Linked DNA regions of Mus musculus: region 2 is linked to region 1. A link is a contact called in public Hi-C data. All regions are on one chromosome and are shown on one strand. Each heading gives the region's core, a stretch centred on a gene start, on an enhancer-like site or on the middle of the called end of the contact. The rest is flanking DNA. Distances are from core to core; before and after follow the strand shown. Region 1 has its middle 59 kb from the start of Cd93. Region 2 has its middle 28 kb from the start of Nxt1.

The links. Hi-C and Micro-C count contacts between places; a contact is called where the count stands out from the background.
Region 2: a contact with region 1 is called in a Hi-C map of cortical neurons, with 2.3 times the contacts expected there. The contact joins two enhancer-like sites. A contact is called at or near these places in 3 of 484 Hi-C or Micro-C datasets (3T3-L1-derived adipocytes, cortical neurons and pre-pro-B cells) and 1 of 115 datasets of contacts at active chromatin or transcription factors (microglia).

What each region holds. Positions count from the first base shown.
Region 1 is chr2:148,499,391-148,505,908 of GRCm38.p6, reverse strand. No RefSeq gene overlaps it. Among named protein-coding and RNA genes, the nearest start is that of Cd93, 59 kb to the right of the region's middle. Within about 2 kb of position 2,743, at least 14 of the 459 cell types and tissues checked have an H3K27ac peak or open chromatin away from gene starts, as enhancers often do. A contact at or near this core is called in 3T3-L1-derived adipocytes and cortical neurons, where this site is marked.
Region 2 is chr2:148,641,125-148,647,642 of GRCm38.p6, reverse strand. No RefSeq gene overlaps it. Among named protein-coding and RNA genes, the nearest start is that of Nxt1, 28 kb to the left of the region's middle. Within about 2 kb of position 2,977, at least 22 of the 459 cell types and tissues checked have an H3K27ac peak or open chromatin away from gene starts, as enhancers often do. A contact at or near this core is called in 3T3-L1-derived adipocytes and cortical neurons, where this site is marked.

The DNA of each region.
Region 1 (6,518 bases), core at 1,494-3,993:
GGGGAACTATTTGGGCATTGGAAGCTGGGGAGCTTAGCCACCGCCCTAAGGTGCCTTATCTTTAGCTACACTTCTGGAGCAAGGCCAATGATCTCACTCCACCCGTTGTAACCTTTTCTGACTTTAAGTTCCTGGAATTGTTAGGACAATCCCTTTGGAAAGTCAAAGCCAGCTTTGCACCCTTCAAGCTGCTGTTCACGCACAAAGAAGGAAAAGATTGAGTTGGCTGCAGAACTCTGCTGGAGCCCCACCACACTCGGGGTCCTGAGAAGGAGTTAGACTGTCTTCTGCTGGGTCATCCAACAAGAATGGGGAAGTAAGACAAGACTCTACAAATATATGTTCAATTCCCCCAAAAGGAAACTTTTAAAGAATTATTCAACTCATACAACTTATACCTCTACTTTTCAATATGAAATACAGACATTTAGGACACACAGAGAAACCTAGCCCCTCCCCAGCTCTCACCTATCCTGACAGTACATAAGATTTCACCCATAGTTACCTAATGACCTCATTAGGCTAGCCCTGGAGACACATGACTGCTAAGGCACACTGAAGCATAAGTGGCTACACAAAAGCTCGTGATGCTTTGCTCTTATTAAAAAGTCATTCAGAGGCAGATGGTGGTGGTAGCATGTGCCTTTAATTCCAGCACTCTAGAGGCAGAGGAAGGCAATCTCTGAATTCAAGGCCAGCTTGGTCTACAGAGTGAGTTCAAGGATGGCCAAAGAAAAAACAGAGAAACCCTGTCTTGAAAAACCAACCAACCAACCAGTCAGCCAGCCAACAAACCAGCCAATCAACAAAACAAACAAACAAACAAACCAATAAGCAAGCAAACAGTCATACATAATTCAAAGATGGCAATGGCAGGGTCCTTCTCGGGAGTGGAAGAGTGGCATGTAGAAGCATGCTTGAGTTCTTGTCCTCGACTGAGGACATTCCTGAGGTTTCATCACATAGGACTTCTTCCTTCACTTTGAGTCTGCTCCTGGGATGGGACAATCTCCCAATCATTCGGCAAATATCCATTGCACTGTCTGAGTGGCAGAGCCAAGCTCTGGTATTGGTTACCCACACCTCTCAGCTTCAGGGCCTGTTCTGTCTCCTATTGTGCACTGAGAGTAGTCTTTACTCCCCAAAGCAATAAAGTCTTTCCCCTCAACCATATCCATTCCAGAAGAAAGAAGTTGCATGGGGTTAGTCTTCTCCATTTTAATGGTTTCTGATCTTCTCAGACAATGAAGAACTCACTTATGCAGATAGCAAAGACAATTCTATTATTTTCTGGGTTTGGACTTCAAGTACTGAATTCATACTGTCCTTTAGGTCAGTGCTAAAGTAAGCCAAGAGGTGCCCATAGAGTGAGTCCAGGATCCAAGAGAGGGCACTGCAGTTGTCCACTGAGCAATTCATGCCCTCCTCCCTTGGATCCACACCATGGACCTAACAAGCTCCATGAGGACTCGAAGGAAAGACTGCTGTGACTTGTTTGTAGGTTCCCAACTATTGGACAGAGATTCTTTGACCTCTGTATCAGTCATCTTGGAAGCTACCTTCAAGGTAAGACAAACCCCTGTCCAGGTTGACTGGATAGTCTCACTGCTCTGGGGTATGTGTGAGATGATAAGAAACAGGAAATAGCCAGGGCATGATCCACATACCAGAAAACAGACTTGTGATGTCAGAAAGACAATCAGTGGAGGTTTAACTGATAAAGAAAAAGGACTGCACTAAAGTCACCACGGAGATTCAGAGGAATGTGAGTGGCGTATGCAGTTTTGTGACTCTGGAAAGGCCTCACCATATTTCACGTGTGGAAGAAATTTCTGGAACTGTTGCAGCCTATAGATTGCTACCCAGTTACATTCATGAAGTTTGAGGCCAATGTGAGCTCTCACATGCCATTAAATCTTTATGAATATGACAACTGGAAGCTGTTAAAGACTCAACTAATGCTCATGAGACTAAGTCTTTCTGTTATAAAATAAATAAGAAGTATCTTTAAAAATACGACACCATAAGGGCTGTTCTCTTGTAGAGTCAATGATGTTCTAGAATGACAGGATGCTGGCTTTTCTGGGCCTTTGTCTGGATGTGCCACCTGTCTGGAATAAGATCGGGGAAAGGGAACAAGCCAAACATTTTCATAGAACTTTGGGTACATAAAGCAAGCAGTGCAGATCATATTGGATACAGAGCATGGACTTTACCGGTGGGATCAGTAGCAGAACACTGGAGCCAACTGTTACCCAGATTCCATCTATTGCAACATAAGAACTTACAGGATACTAATTCATGTGACTTTCACAGACAGAAAACATTGATAAGTTTGGAAAATGTCACTTCAAAGTAAAACAGTTTTTTTTTTATTTACAAATCATGGTGCCTTTCATGTACTAACACAGATATGATTTAGTGACAAGGAAATAACACTCAACTCATTTGACAAGACACTTCTATTTTCTTTATTTTTATTTTTATTTTTAAATGCAATATATATAAACACACACTGGAGTCAAAGACAGCAGCTTGGTAAATGCCTGCCAAAATATTTGCAGATAAGGGAATACTGTACATTTATTTCTGTATAGAGTGTTCTCTTTTATGTGGGAGGTGGTAAGAGAATTGTTTTCTGACTGCTTCAAAGCTTTTGTATGGGTGAAGCCTGGATGTTTTGTGATCCAGGGACAGAACCAACCTTGGAAATAGTGCTCAGCAGTTTTGCTATGTCCATGCTTCTGCATGATGTATTTTTGTCACAGGGAGACAAAAATACCAGACAAGCCAGAGGCACTGGGTAGACGTTGTAAGTCTTGTCTAAGTTTCAACAACAACAACAACCTGCTTTCTTAACTATTTTTTATGGAGGCCAGTACTGACACTTATCCCACATCTGTCTAGGGTGTCTAAACTAGACAAGAAGCCACTGGGCATGGGCATGGCTTGGGCTCTGGAGATCTGACTTATAGAACATATGTGTGTCATAGAGAGGGACTCCAAGAATGTCCTCTGATATAGCAGATAGGAACTCATGCTCAGAGGTGACTCTGAAAAAGAGGAGAATGGGAGGGAGAGAGTAGGCCTCAGCCATTGAGAGTGAGGAATTTTTGGCAATTTCCTCCACATTTATCTCTATCAGTTGAAATCTGTTCCCAAGGACAGTAACTGCTTATGTTTGTTCCTTCCTGGAACCCCATGAAATTCCAGTGTGTGTCCCCTACAGGAGTGTAGACAGCTGATGGGCCCAAAATTGGCAATAGGCTCTTGGTGTGACTTTTAAATCCAGCATTTCTTGGGGCCACACCTATGGATTTTGTCCAACCTGTGCTTTCCTCCTGCTGCAGAACCTTCAATGTCTGCCACTCCCCACTGCCTCCGAACTCCTCCAAGCTGCAGCTCATAGGGCAAAAGCTCTCTGCTCTGCCTGCTCCTGTTCTCAGTTTCCAACCCTGACCGTGTTTATTTATGGAACACAGCTTGAACCTTGTGTCTCCTTCCAAAGCCTACTCACTGCTCAGGTTTCAGAGAGGCACAGACTGTATTCTTCCAGGGAAATCAGAAAATGCTCTATTGGCACCCAAAGTACAAAAGATAGAGTCCTCAGCTTCTCCCTTCCAATCATGGCCAGAAACGGAGTGGTTGGCTCTAGAGCCATTGAACTTTATAAACTTCACCAGTGTGGTCTTGATAGGCAGATAGTACATCCTTCTTGGACTACCCACCCTGTTAAGCCACTGTAGCTAAAACCAAGGCCCTGAATCTTGTTTTCATTTCACTCTGCCTGATGCCTGTTAGGTGAGACATAGTTTTCAGCTCTCCTCCCACCGAACCCGTGCACACATGCACTATTTTCAAATTAGTATATAAAATACTGAAGCTGTATACAGTAGTGAGTCTTGCTCTGACATGTCCATACATGTACGTGATATACTTTTTAAAGGTGTGAAGCACTCCCCTTAACCCTTGCAGAAGTTCCTCATGAAAACAGATAAACTCAACCTCCATAAGACTATCTTAAAGGGGGTTGGCTTTGTTTGCTTTCTATTGCTGTGATAAAACACCATAACCAAAAGCAACATGGCGAGGGAAGGGTTGATTTGGTTCACAGGTTATAGTCCATTGTCAGGCAACACAGAAGCAGGAACTGAAGCAGTGGCCATGGAGCATCCAGACTTACTGGCTTGCTCCCCATGTTTCTCAGCCTGCTTTCTTACAATGCAAGACCACTGGCCCAGGGGTGGCACCATCTCCCACACACTGGCCCTGTCCACATCAATCATTATCCAAAAAGCATCTACAGATTTGATTACCATTAATCTGATGGAGGAACTTTTTTTTTTCATTCATACACTTAAATTCCAGGCTGGTCAAAATTTCATTTTCAGTCATAATTATAGAGGTGTGTTTTCTGTGGCTTCTTGTGGAAGGATCTAGAGAGAGCCTTGCACAGGGTTGCCTTTCTGACCTCCCTGTGTGCTTGTCAAATCAGACAGGATGACAGAGTGACTCTAAATGGCCAGCAACAGCCTATGTGGCTTTTTAGGACAGCAATGGTTTGAGAGCTTGCTCCCGACCTATGTGGCTTTTTAGGACAGCAATGGTTTGAGAGCTTGCTCCCGACCTCTACATCTTACCCCAGTATATTATAATAGTTTCTGTGAGAGATGAAATGGGGTGAGACAGTGTTGAGCAGTTGGTAGCCCTTTTGCAGACAGGAAGGTGTCGAATGATTCTTCTTCAAATGATACAGACCTTTTACTGGAAGGCTGCAGGAGCGTGAGTATGAACCTTGGCCATCTGCAGGACTCTTTCTAGGATTGCCACTGTGTGCCCTTCAAGGTCCTCTCCCCCAGGGAAACATTCCAGATTATACTGGACCTTGGGTACATGGAGAAAAGATGGCCCCCAGTGACCTGAATAAGTTATTTTGGGGGATGTTTGATCCTAAGTCCATATATTTCACCTGTACTACATCAGACAGAGTCCTAGGGACATCACCCTACTTCCAGTGCCAGCAATGAGCACATGGTGGCTTGTCGTATGGATGCCCTTGGGACTCTTGGAGTTCTACTAGGTACACAGGCATGGATGAGCCTCTTTCTGAGTGTCATTGCTTCCCTGCATGCCCTAATGTTGTTTTATGTCTCTGCTGCTGCCATCTGCCGGTACCCCATACGACAATGAATAGTACAACTTCCCCATCTAGTTTCACTCAGAATTGGGTAGGGTAGTCCTGAAGTATGTGATTTCCGTGTCTTTTGTGCCTCCAGCTTCTTCTGACCTCCCTGCCTTCCTGATCCAACTTACTACTCATTCTCTAGGCTTGGTCTCTGCCCTCAAGTCTTGTGGACTACCATCTGGTCAATTCAAATATAGTCCACAGCCCTCATCTGAGCCTGCAGACCTTTATCCAGGCCTCAGGCAAGTCATAGTCCAGCTATCCAGTACTTCCTGCTCTCTCTGCTCCATGGTCCAGCAACCTATGCACTTCCTTCCTAGGTCAGGCTTCCAGTTCCTCGTGTCACTCCTCAGGCCAGGTATCACCTGATCCCACTGGGCCCTTGTTCTTCATTCTTGGTTGGGCTGACGTTTAAGTGCCTTGTCCCATATTCTCTCTGCTGAGTCTGATACTCATATTATCAGGCTCCTCTATCCTAACATCTATCACCAGATTCCTCCCGACACACAAGCACACTGTGCTCATTATCTAAGGCTGGTATGCCCACAGCAGGAGACTTTCACTCTGCATTAAGGTTTAAACTCCCCATATGGCTAGTTTCTTCACCCTCAGCTCACTCTGGTCTCAATTCACAGACAGATTTTCCAGAAACTCATAGTTAGGCTTCTCTGGTTTCCACCTATCTCACCCAGTCTGCTCATTGTTGTGTGCCTTAAGACTCCTTGGCTCCGTGTTTGTTTTGTTTTCATGCAAGAAAAAAACGTCTGTCAGTCCTTAAAAGGACACTCCCTCTCAACAGCCGTGCTTTCCTTGTTTCAGCATACTCAGGAACCTAAACCCCATACTAGGACCTCCTATCTGGGATATGTCAGGCCCAGCCTGAGCCCCTGGTGCTCCCAGCCTCTGCCAGGCCTATGGGGAGCCTTGAACTCAGATGGAGCTACCTCTTGAGAGCATCCTTTATTCCCCGATCACATTGTTTCTATTTAGAGGAGTTCTTATCAACCAGTGAACAACGCAGGTGACACTTGCAATGGCTGAATTGTCATTACTGGGAATGTTCCACATGGAGTGGGGAAATCGAGTTCTAATCAACTCTAATGCTCACGAGGCCCCACCAGAGGACACTGTGGCCCAGATGCCAATAATGCCAAAGTGGAGAGACCTAGGGTGCAAGTGATAGCTCCAGCCACAGGGTTTCTGCACAGGGTGCAGAAGGCTAGGAGGGAGACCAGGAGCTCCTACTGTGAGCATTTTGTTTGGCATAGGGGAATGGTAGCAAGAAGGCTTTTACAGTTATGAGTTCCTTATCTTTGCTGTCCTTTAGGAAGCC
Region 2 (6,518 bases), core at 1,728-4,227, 140 kb before region 1:
TCTCCCTTAAGTTGCTTTTGTCAAATTTCAAAAAGCAATACAAATGTGCAACAAGTGAAAAAAAAAAAAAAGGGAGTACCCTTCTCTGACATTTAGACCCAGTCCCTCTGAACAGGGTCTGAGAATCTGCACTTTAATGCTTCTATAGGAGCAGATTTACAATATCTTCTTCTTCTTCTTCTTCTTCTTCTTCTTCTTCTTCTTCTTCTTCTTCTTCTTCTTCTTCTTCTTCTTCTTCTTCTTCTTCTTCTTCTTCTTCTCCTCCTCCTCCTCCTCGTCCTCCTCCTCCTCGTCCTCCTCCTCCTCCTCCTCCTCCTTCTCCTCCTTCTTCTTCTTTAAAACAGAGTTTCTTTCCATAGCCCTGACTGTCCTGGAACTCACAGGATATTCCTGCCTCTACTTCCCAAATACAGAGATTAAAGGGATACACCACCATACTTGACTTTTTCTTTTCTTTTCTTTTCTTTTCTTTTCTTTTCTTTTCTTTTCTTTTCTTTTCTTTTCTTTTCTTTTCTTTTCTTTTCTTTTCTTTTTTTCTCTTCTCTTCTCTTCTCTTCTCTTCTCTTCTCTTCTCTTCTCTTCTCTTCTCTTCTCTTCTCTTCTCTTCTCTTCTCTCCTCTCCTCTCCTCTCCTCTCCTCTCCTCTCCTCTCCTCTCCTCTCCTCTCCTCTCCTTTCCTTTCCTTTTCTTTTTCTCCTTCTTCTTTTTTAAATCCAGGCTCTTGATATGCGATTCCAGGCCAGCCTTGAACTTGCTATCCTCCTGCCTCAGGGATAAGGGCTAGGATTACAGGTATATACCATTAAACCTGAAGTCTATGGACACTTTATTAGCCATTTTCAACTATTTGGACAATGTCAAAAGACAGCAATTCTTTCTCATTGCCAAAGAGGTTAAGGAGAAATGTTTTCCTATCATGTTCCACTAGGGACAGGAACAGACATATTCCCCTACTTGTGACTATAATTTTTCATATGTTATCTAAAAAGAGATTTGTTTTAGTTGTAAAGGTTGATAAGAGTATAATATGGAGACCCAGGATGTCCAACCTAATAATTTAACAGCCTTGGGGCTGGAGATAGAAGGTTCCGATCTAACCTGAAGACTTTGGGGCCAGAAGTAAAAAAGGCAGATCAGTATTATGTATCAGGCAGTCAAGAGAGTGACTTCAATTGTTCCCCTCTTTATTCTGTTAATATACTCAGGAGATTGGGTGACAGCAGGGGGAAGACAACCTGCCTTACTCAGTCCACAGTTCAGATGCTAAAGTCTTTCAGAAAAAAATTCTCAGATACAATTCAGGAAAAATGTCCAACCAGCTACCTGGGCACCTTGTAACACAGTAGTCAGGCTGACATATAAAGTGACATTCATACTTGGTCATGTTTTATTGTATCCTTGCCTTTTATGTGTCAGGCTGTGGATAATGGAATACATTCATGCCAAAGCAGGCAGCATGCCAGAGATGGTGTTTAATGGGGGAAATTCTTCCAATTTCATCCATTGGTTTTTGGCAACAAAGAATAAATCCAAGATGAATTATGAGCCAAGAGTAGTAGCTCACTTTGCTAGATAAGTGCTGAAGCATAGGTAGGAATTTCAGCTTCCAAGGGCCTTATTGTTTAAAATGCATTTTCATGTCTGTGTGGTGTACATGTGTATATGCATGTTTTTATATGTGTAGGGGGGACAGATTTGTGTAGGTGCTCATGTATGTGTGCTTGCATGCATGTAGAGGCCCAAGATGGATGTCAGGAATTATCCTCAATCATACTTCCACTTCATTCCTTGAGACAACATTTTCCAGTCAAACCCAGAGATCCCCTTGGCTGGGGAGGGGTTTTTTCCCCTTTTCCTTCTGAACCTAGAATTATAGTTGGGCAGCTATACTCACATGACATTTATGTGAGTCCTGGGGTTTAGAATTTTAGTCTTCATGCTTTCGAGGCAAGCACTTTAGCCATGAAGCCATCTCCTAAAATGCATGTGATAGGGCAACAGAGAAAAGATAACCATCTAAGCCAAGGAAACTGCCCCTTTTCAGTTCATCTCATTAACAACAACAACAACAACAATAACAACAACACAACAAACCCTGTTAGACCTAGCTGTTGACTTGAGCAGAAAATGGCCCCATAAAGAATTGAGAAGGTACTAATGAGAACTGAGTAGGGACCTATTGGCCATCATGCAGTAAGGGTGGTATCCTCAACAAATGGCGTGGGAATGCAAAATATCTAATGAAAGCAAGACTAATTTAATTACCATGTTTCTGGAAGCAGCTTGGTTCGGTTACAGGGATGGACCCAGATACTTGAGAGACCGACAACATCTAGATTGAGGAACATACAGAGCCCAGTAGGAGGCGTTCTGCTTATGTGCATGAAGAATATGGGCTGAGGAAACAAGAGGTCACTTGTACTGTGTTGATTTAGGGGCCCACAAAAACAATGCTTCCAGAACTGAGCAAGAATATGGTGTTTGGACCTTTTGGTCTTAGAGCAGGAGCAATGACTGGTAGCTAGCTAGCTACAATGCCATGTGGGGCTTTGGATGGTGCAAAACCAGGCCAGTCTGTGGGTTTGACACATTGAGGCATAACATAACAATCTATTAGAGCTACAATATTATACATATAGCTCAACAAGGTTGAGGCCTGCTTTACGGGTCTCCAGTCTCCTTTAGGCCACTTTTCCCTTAGTATCTCTGTGGCTGGGTCATGATAATGGCAAGAGGCAGATACATTCCCCTCAGCTGCTTCTCAGCCATCACAAGTGGTGCTAAGAAAAGATCTGGTTCCCTTTGTTCTTGTCAATATTTCTAAATGAATCTGCATGTTGCTTAGGAACGAACCCTGCAATTTGGAAATCAGATCAGACATGTTTTATTTTAAAGATCGCGTGTCAAAGAACTGCAAGTGTATCATTATTCATTATCAGGATTCGTGACTGACAGCAGCTTCCAAACAACAGATTCTTTTATCTTATAAAGCAAATTCTTTCTCTAAACTATTGATGGAGTATGCTTCCAGTGCCTGACTGTTGAGGACTGTGTGGCCTTGTTTCCAGGACTGTTTTCAACAGCACATCGGGTGGAATTTGTGATGCTGGTCACTGTAGGTAGGAAGCCAGGGGTGAGCACCTTCAGTCCCAATGAAGCAGGACTGCAGGGAGGGACTGAAGCACAGCAGCAGGCCAGCTAGTCAGGACAGACCTGGCATGCTGCACTCTGCGGCCTGTACCTTTTTCTATGCAGCTTCTCCATCTCTTTCTGCTGTCCAGAAGGAAGGAAGGAAAGAAGGAAGGAAAGAAGGAAGGAAGGGAGGGAGGGAGGGAGGGAGGGAGGGAGGGAGGGAGGAAGGAAGGAAGGAAGGAAGGAAGGAAGGAAGGAAGGAAGGAAGGAAGGAAGGAAGCAGGAGTGAGTTCAGAAGATGGTGCTTGGTAGTCAACACTGTCCCCTGTGGCTTTTTCCAAGCCACTTTATTTCATTAAAGCTCAATTCTCTTATTTATGGGAAAAACCAAAGCATAAAAGTATACAATGAATCCCAGGCCTCATTTTCCCTTTTGGTTGGACTCTGCAAAAACCAAATAATCAGAGTCATACAATTATTTGATAATTGTGTCTACTCTAGTTCTGATGAGTAAGGCCTAAGTTTGAATGAGAGCAAAGAGTTATGAAACTCAAACTGCCAGCGATTAGATGAAGAGGCTGCGAGGTTCAGTTCCACACATAAAATCCCTCCTGAGACTGCTTTGAAGGGTCATCTTCAGCATCCCAGGAGTAAGCCAGAATTCCAGTCTCACTGTGCTCTTGGTAGAATCCAATCACTGGATCTGTGTTCATGTATGTGTACATGGCAGACAGAGGTCAGCTTTGTGTATTGTTCCTCAGAAGCCATCCACCTTTTAACTTTAAAAATAAAGAGTGTGTGTGTGTGTATGTGTTATTTTCTTCCATCAGTTCATTCATCAGTTGTGAGCTGATGACATGGGTCCTGTGCAAGAGCACTATCTCCTCTTCACAGCCAAGCCATCTTTCTAGCTCTCACTTTGTTTCCAATCCCTTTTTAAAAAGAATTATTATTTATTAAGATGCTATTTCTTAGTGGAACCTGGAGCTTGGTAATTAGGCAAGATTGGTGGTAAGGAAGCACCAGAGATCTGAAAACTCTGGGATTGAAAACTCATGCCAGATTTTATTGGTATAACTATATGCCAGAATCTTATCACTGTAATATTTTAAAAGATTATTTAATCTCTTTTGCTTTTTTCAATACCTTTAATATATGTAGTGCATCTCCACCACATCTTAAGAATAAGAATGTCTGAAGTTATCAGGGAAGAACACATCCATGTGGTGATATTAGCCTAAATATAATGAAAACCAGATTCTCTAGCTCTTGCAACATACAGCAGTTTGTGTGGGCTTCACATATCACCCTCTGGTCCATTTACAACATCTGCTCCTTCCTCTGGGGGATTCGGGATCCTGCTGGCAAGGCTGAGGGCAGAAAGAGCAGGCACAGTTGCTCCATGCAAGATTTGGTTTGTAACAGGAGCACAGGGAAGATTATTTTGGTTTTACTCTCTCACTGTTAGCTTAATTGCTGTTTATTTGGAAGAACAGAGAACACACACACAAAAGGACTAGGAATGAATTTTTTTCAAACACAAGCAGTTGTCAAGACAAGCCCATTAGCTAGGGGTAGGGGTAGGGGACTTTGTACCAGTGTGCTTGCTCTCAAGACTTCTCTAAGACTTCCTGTGGATGGAAACAGTGCCATAGTGTCACAAGCAGAAACACTGTACAAAGTTATTGGACCTTTCCCAAAAGGGAAGGGTGGTGGGTGGTTCAGTTTTGTGTTTGTTATGATTTGGATGGCAAATGTCTCCCATAGGCTTATTTGGTGAACATAAGGTCTCAGCCCATGCCTGTTTTAAGAGGCTGTGGAGACTTGAGATAGGGGTAGTTAGAGGAAGTAGGTAACTTGGGTGTGGGTCCTTAGGGGCATGTTGTCATTGGTGAGTTCCTGGAATACTCTGTATTCTCTCTGCTATGAAAGCACTTCTTCCAACCACATACTCTGGCCATTATGTGTCTGAATGCATACAGCCTACAACTGTGGACTGAATGCTCTGAGACCATAAGCCAAATAAGCCCTTCTTCCTTTTAAGTTTGTCTGTCAGGTACTCTGCTCACAGCAACACAAAACCTTAATACGATGATCTACTTCAGTGCCTTTTCTTGAGAAATAGTTTTGAGTTCAGTGTTCATGGACAGGGAGGGCTGAGATCCTTAGTAGGGGTGAAAAGGACAAGGATGGTCACTCTGACCCAGTTATAAAATGAAAATAACAACTTCCTTCAAGCAAGTGACTCCCACTGCATGTTTTTGATGGTCAAGAAGGGTGGGAACCCTGAAAGAGCCAGAAACCTCACATGGTCCTCACGGTTTCCTCCTTCTTCTCTCCTTCCTTCCATCTTAAAATTATTAAACTTATTTGCTGAGCACCATCTCTAAGGTTTAGTTTTTTTCAAATGGACTCATAAGAATTACACATATTTATGAGTCAACAAAAATACCAACGAGTTCATTTTGGATTAGCCAACTATTCCCATATATGGGGCTTGCCCTAGAATGTCGTGTATATATACCCAGTGATATTCCACTGGAGAAAACTGATTTTCTCTTTGCCAGTTGTTATCAATTGCAGACAGCTTTTTGGTTAGGGGTAGGACTCCATGTCTACTTCTTTCTGTGTGTCCTTGGGGGCATGTTGTCATTGGTGAGTTCCTGGCATCCTCTGCATTCTCTCTGCTATGAAAGCACTTGTTCCAACCACACACTCTGGCCATTATGTGGCCAAATGCATACAGCCTACAACTATGGACTAAATGCTCTGAGACCATGAGCCAAATAAGCCCTTCTTCTTCCTTTTTTTTTTTTTTTTTTTTTTTTTTTTTTTTTTTTTTAAGTTTGTCTGTCAGGTACTTTGCTCACAGCAACACAAAACCCTAATGCAATGGTCTACTTTAGTGTTGATGAAAGTTACCCTATTGGATAATAGAACATTGAGAACTTACATACTAATTAACCAATTGAACCACCAATTCCTTTTTACTAAGTCAGCCAGCTTCGGATTGTGTTGCTTGTGAACAAGATCGTTGGCTCTTCTGTGTAGTCATGCATGGTACATGTGTAGATGGAGGTTTTACCAGAATTGACTGTATAAGTCAAGGATGGTCTTGCTAGGTTGGAGCCTATAGCTGGTCAGAGTGCACTGAAATCTTGTCAGATAAAAGTAGAAGAACCTTATTCATTGTGACTTGCCAGGACACTGGTGTGCTTGTTTAGAAAGCTGGGCTGATACTCCTGAGCGAACAGGCTTGGCTGTCAGGAGATGTTACTGAAGTTGCTTCTCAGCCAGCTTCACCTACCACTCTGTGAGCTTCTGCTCCTGTGAGTTGGGATTTGTGCTGAGCTATTCTGAAAGTTTGTTCAATGGCTGGAAGAGGTA